Linked DNA regions of Zea mays: region 2 is linked to region 1. Evidence: chromatin contacts called from public Hi-C data. All regions are on one chromosome and are shown on one strand. The core of a region is the stretch at or near the end of the contact, and the rest is flanking DNA. Distances in the headings are between cores, read along the strand shown.

What was found. Hi-C and Micro-C count contacts between places; a contact is called where the count stands out from the background.
Region 2: a contact with region 1 is called in a Hi-C map of ear, with 4 times the contacts expected there. The contact joins the promoter of LOC100382466 here to the promoter of LOC100277603 in region 1. A contact is called at or near these places in 6 of 25 Hi-C or Micro-C datasets (bundle sheath, ear, endosperm and 2 more).

The regions. Positions count from the first base shown.
Region 1 is chr1:298,732,025-298,735,112 of Zm-B73-REFERENCE-NAM-5.0, reverse strand. LOC100277603 reads left to right here and starts at 1,401. Exons shown (of 1, transcript NM_001151116.2): 1 at 1,401-2,739. The coding sequence starts at 1,626. The coding sequence ends at 2,501.
Region 2 is chr1:298,873,865-298,876,952 of Zm-B73-REFERENCE-NAM-5.0, reverse strand. It overlaps LOC100382466, which reads left to right and starts at 1,448. Exons shown (of 4, transcript NM_001175206.1): 1 at 1,448-2,363; 2 at 2,578-3,088. The coding sequence starts at 1,821. It also overlaps the pseudogene LOC103645707.

The sequences.
Region 1 (3,088 bases), core at 152-2,651:
ACAGGTATCTTCGGATTCATGGTAAAAGCAGACACGATGAGGAGCTTGATCGTGACGAAGGTTGTCGTCGCCTCGAAGCTGTGCGAAAGGGAGTTTCGGCTAAATCACAGAAAAGGGAACCGACTTAAAAGGGAAAATGTTGTTCAGTCCTCGTAGATTTTTCTATAAGTCAATAGCAAATGTAAAGGGCATAATTGTAATCTCTCATAGGCTGAGTCATGTGCCTATAAATAGATGAACAGTACCCCGTACTGTTCACGCTGATTGACTTTTGCTTTTACGCCACAATTGTACTTTTTGTCTTCTGTCAAGCCAAAGGTACTGTTGTTAATTCAATATTGTTTCTACCTTTTCATGGTAATATAATAAGAATGAATTAACAACGTTATATGATTGTTTATGTCATCTCTTATATTTCATATGCTTCTTCTTTTATTATTATACTCTGCTGTGATGAAGGTATGCCCTTCATAACCTTCGTCTGAAGATCATTATATCCTAAAGAGAAATAATGTTTCGAAGGACGAAGGGCATTAACATTTAATATCTTGTGTTGCCTTGTTCTTAATTAATAATATTTGAGTAAAGTCCCCAACAGTCTCCAATGGCTAGCTATTTCACTAGCTAGATTCACTCTCTTTCCTACGTGTATAGAAAATATGGGGAAAACGAGAATAGCTAGTGACGAGCAAATAGATAGAAGATTTCAAGTAATACAAGAAACTGAGTGTATTATGTGTGGGACCAATGACTAGTGGTGAGATAAATTACTATTTTTTTTTTCTCGTCTCTGCATAGGTAGCTATTTTATACAACTATTGTGGATGCCCTATAAGTTTATAAATATTTTTATAGACCGTGATTGGCCGTTGGATATTTAATGCACACCGGTGCGAGTACAACATTAAAAACGAAATCCATTGGGCACCATCGATCCAATCCGGCTGCTCCGTTGCTGTTTTTTTCTTTTACGTGCTGGACAAAAATGGTCGAGCTGCGATGAATTCCAGCGGCAGCGAGCCAGCGACGAACCGTCCGACGACAGCATACCCGACCGAGTGCATAGGCACGTACCCCGATACCCGTGCAGGCGTGCAGCGGTGCAAGGTCCACCAGCAAATCCGCGGCGCAGGCTCGCCTCCCGCGAACTGCCACGCGGCGGTCTGCGACCCGCCACGTGCGAAGCGCAAGCGCTCCATCTGTCGCCGGTCCCGAACCTCCCCCAACGGCGCCCGCCGCTCCCAGCACCGACATCGCCGCAGCTGGATTACGTCCGCTCCCGCTGGCTCCTGGGTCCAGGGGGTTGGACCCGAGTACCCGACACCTTCTAGGTCCACGCGTCATTGGCCCATACCCATGTGGGCGTGGATTTGGACCGCGGTGGACGACGGCTGGACGCCTTTTCCACCGAAAACCAGCCCGGCCGCCCGGCGGCGAGGAGGAATCCCCATTCCCCCCCTCCTCACGCACGCTCCTCGCCATCTTTAGCCTGGACCCCACCTCCCGTGCCCCGGCCATTAAAGCGGGGGACGCCGACCCGGGCTCTCCCTGCCTCCTCGTCCCGTCCCTCCCAGCGCCCCGTTCCATTCGACCGCCGACCAGATCCACCCCCAACACGTCCAGCCATGCCGGCGCCGCCGCATCCAACGCCGCTGCTGCCACCGGCGGGGGAGCCGTTCCGCGTGTTCGTGGGGTACGACCCGCGGGAGCACGAGGCGTACGAGGTGTGCCGCCGCAGCCTGCTCCGGCGCTCATCGATCCCGCTTGACGTGCGCCCGATCCGGCAGGCGGAGCTGCGCGCCGCGGGGCTGTACACCCGGGCGCGCGGCCCCACGGAGAGCACCGAGTTCTCCTTCACGCGCTTCCTCACCCCGTACCTGGCGGGGTACCGCGGCTGGGCGCTCTTCGTCGACTGCGACTTCCTCTACCTGGCGGACCTGGCCGACCTCCTCGCCGCCGCGGCCGCCGCCGACCGCGCGGCCGGCGCCGGCCGCATTGCCGTCGCCTGCGTGAAGCACGAGTACCAGCCCGCCGAGGCCACCAAGATGGACGGCGCCATCCAGACGGTGTACCCGCGCAAGAACTGGTCCTCCATGGTGCTCTACAACTGCGGCCACCCCAAGAACGTGGCCGCGCTCACTCCGGAGGCCGTCAGCACCCAGACGGGTGCCTTCCTCCACCGCTTCGCCTGGCTCGACGACGACGAGATCGGGGAGGTGCCCTTCGCCTGGAACTTCCTCGTGGGCCACAACCGGGTCGACCCGGCCGACCCGGCCACGCGCCCCAGGGCCATCCACTACACCTCCGGCGGGCCGTGGTTCGAGCGCTACAGGGACTGCGAGTTCGCCGACCTCTGGCTCAAGGAGGCCGAGGAGCTGAGGGCCGACAAGGACAAGGAAAACGACAAGCTCAAGCTCCTCAAGGACATGGACGACGCCAACGGCAAGCAGGAGGTGGAGGAAGAGACGGCGCAGGAGAAGGAGAAGGAGAAGGGCAAGTGATGGTGGTATTCATCCATGGATCGGTGGTGCTGCATTGTGTGGAAGTGGATTGGTTCGTTTCTGTGCTTTGCTGCTATAGAGATTTCATTCTTTCATCTGTCTTCAACACCAATGTAGCGTTCCATTCCATCGATCTGTTACTGCTGATGTCTGGGAGATTAGGATGATTGGTAGGCCTGTATGGAGTAAGAAGGAATAATTTGTAGCTGCAATCGGATCATCATCCTTTAATAAGGAATGCCAACCCTATGTGCTTCAGCATTGCGCCGGTGAGGATGAGTGAGTGAGTGTGAGGCTTCTCACCACGCCGTGCAGAGAACGCGGCTTCTCGCTGCCCCCAATTTCATCGCTACTGCATCTGGGAACGAACCTCGTCAGCAGAATGACAGGACAGATCTTCTGTGTTCTTTCATTGTGGACCGTTGTCTATCTGTGCAGGACCTGTCGGCTGTCGGTGCGTGGAGACGATCCAAGTCTCTCTCGACCTCTCGTATGAGTCAAGACAGCTGGGAACGTGGAAGTCTCTCTCGGAACAGCTCCTCTCATGTGTATTGGGCTGTCGGGCCTCGCCTTCTCATAAGGCCAGA
Region 2 (3,088 bases), core at 199-2,698, 140 kb before region 1:
TGTTGAGCACGACGAGGTAGAGCCTCGCGACGACAGCCCTGGTCAGCAGCGCTCCACGCTGCATCGCCGTGGCCCGGCGCTTGCAAGATAGGATGGCGGGCACGAGCCGGTCGATCGGCAGACCTGACCTATGCGTGAGGAGGCGAGGTCCTTGCCTCCTTGGAAGCGGAGCTAGTGCGGGAGCCGGAGGCAAAGCTAGGGGCAACGAGGGCATCTCTGCGGGCTACCGCCGCCACGGCGTGAGCGGATCGAGGCGAGCGTGATGGCCACCGTTCCACGAGTACCCCACCATCGCAGCGGGCAGGATTCGGGTCGGCGGTGTGCGACGTGACTCGCGGCGGCACGTACCTAGCGGCGGCGGCGTGGTGCGTGGAGGCGACGACGACGAGGTCCACGTCGTCCGAGGACGCGGCGGTGTCGGGGAGCTTCTGTGTCGGCCGGACACTCGCCGCTGCCCGCTCTGTCACGCGTCGGCGACGGGGTGGCCCACTGCTGCGCCTGGATCGCCATGGTGCTCGGATCGACGATGGAGATTGAGTAGGTGCGAAGGCGGCTGCCGTCGCTGCGTCAAAGATTCGCGAGCATCAGAGTTCAGGGTGGAGATTGTCTGAAGCGCGGGGGTGGGGGGGGGGACGCGAGAACCGCGGAGGTGGGGGGACGGTGGCGCCGGGGTGGGTGAGGGGACGGTTGCTGCGCACGCGGGCGCCGCCGAAGGTGGTAGGGTGAGGGAGGGGTGACGTATGGCGCGGTCGACATATGATCCTACGGCCACGGAGCCACAGAACAAGATCCGACGGCCAAGGAGAGGCAGAACAAAAAAAGTCAGGCTACTCTTACAGCCTTAATAGATAGTAGAGATATGCTCACTTCCCTCTCAGCTGATATCGCGCGCGGCTGACGGTTGGAGCGGACACGGGAGCGTTTGGCAAACGAAGCTGAAAAAAGCAGCTCGTGAAGCTGGCCGTGTGGCAGTTGGAGCTAGTAGGAGTGTCCGTACACACAAACGGCTCCCCGCCTCTCACTCTTTTCCCCGATGACCAGTTCTCACAAAAGGCAGGACGCAAGCAGCAGCCATATCCTCCAGGTTTCATGATTCTTCTCTTCATCCTCTGCTTCCATCTTCCTCCTTTGGAACTGGAGAAAGGAGAGGAGACAAAACCATCCAAGCGATCCGTTTCTCCCACTTGTCTCGCGCCACCATTATTGCCCGCCCAATGGGACGCCGCCGTATCCTCGCCGCGCCATAGTTTTAACCTTGCGTCCACGCCTGCCCAAGTGCCCATCCCACTTTTCTTCCACGCAAAGGATTTTCTCTCTCTCTCCTTTTCCATTTTAATACTGCACGATCTCTGATCGATTGATTCGGCCGAGATAACTGGAGCCTTGTGTTTTATTTCGGGGGTCTTGTACCAAAATAGCGTCGATTTTATCTACTTGACCCCTGACCCATTCTCTCTCTCTCTCTCCCTTTTCAATTTCGGGGGCTTTATTTCTCTCCTCCCACGCCTTGCATCTTCTTGATGCGTTGCGTCCCGACTCGAGGCAGACATCGGAGGCGCGCCACTGACTTAGCTCGCGATTTCTAGATCCGCAACCCTGCGCTGCTCAACTCCGATTCTTTTAGTTCGGATTCGGGTAGCAGCAGGGCTTCGGTGGCGATGACTTGATTGATACGAATTGGGGATTTCTTGCTGTTTGCGCCTCTCTTCGTATCGGCGCTGAAGGGCTCAGCTCGAGATTAGAACAATTTGGGTTTTGGGGTCTTTTCTTCTTCTACTACTGCTGGTCAAGTTCACAGAAATCGCTGGCTCCGTGGTCCAATGGACGAGTCCGGGGAAGCGAGCGTCGGCTCCTTCAGGATCGGGCCGTCGACGCTGCTGGGCCGCGGGGTGGCGTTCCGCGTGCTCCTCTTCAGCTCGCTGTGGCGCCTGCGGGCGCGCGCGTACGCGGCCATCTCGCGCGTGCGCAGCGCGGCGCTGCCGGTGGCGGCGTCCTGGCTGCACCTCAGGAACAGCCACGGCGTCCTCCTCATGGCCGTGCTCCTCGCCCTCTTCCTGAGGAAACTCTCGGCCGCGCGGTCGCGGGCGGCGCTCGCGCGCCGGCGCAGGCAGCACGAGAAGGCCATGCTGCATGCCGGGACGTACGAGGTCTGGGCGCGCGCCGCCAAGGTGCTCGACAAGATGTCTGAGCAGGTCCACGAGGCGGATTTCTACGACGAGGAGCTCATCAGGAATAGGCTCGAGGAACTCCGGAGACGGAGGGAGGACGGGTCGCTCCGGGACGTGGTGTTCTGTATGCGCGGCGATCTTGTTAGGAACTTGGGGAACATGTGCAACCCTGAACTTCACAAGGGCAGGCTAGAGGTAATTGACAAAGTAACCGTAGCTTCTACTAATTTACGCTGCTGATTTATAGTGATATATCTGTTTGTCCATGTTTTGTAAATTGTGATGGTCTTGAAAAATTCAAAATCACCTCTTAACTGCAACAAGAGATTCAGCAATACTAAAGATCGCTGAACTCTGAACTCAGCATCACTGTCATTCCAGTAACCATGGCTGATCTGTCGCAATGCAGGTTCCTAAGCTTATAAAGGAGTACATTGAAGAGGTTTCTACTCAACTAAGAATGGTGTGCGAATCTGACACTGACGAGTTGCTGTTGGAAGAGAAACTTGCCTTTGTTCAGGAGACCAGGCATGCCTTTGGGAGGACAGCGCTACTCTTAAGTGGGGGTGCTTCACTCGGGTCTTTCCATGTAGGTGTAGTGAAAACATTGGTTGAGCATAAGCTTCTGCCTCGGATTATAGCAGGATCAAGCGTTGGTTCCATCATATGTTCGATCGTTGCTACCCGTACATGGCCTGAGATTGAGAGCTTCTTCACAGACTCATTACAGACCTTGCAGTTTTTCGACAGGATGGGCGGAATTTTTGCAGTGATGAGGCGTGTCACCACTTATGGTGCACTGCATGACATTAGCCAGATGCAAAGGCTTTTGAGGGATCTCACAAGTAACTTAACATTTCAAGAGGCTTATGACATGACCGGCCGTGTTCTTGGGATCACCGTTTGCTCTCCTAGAAAAA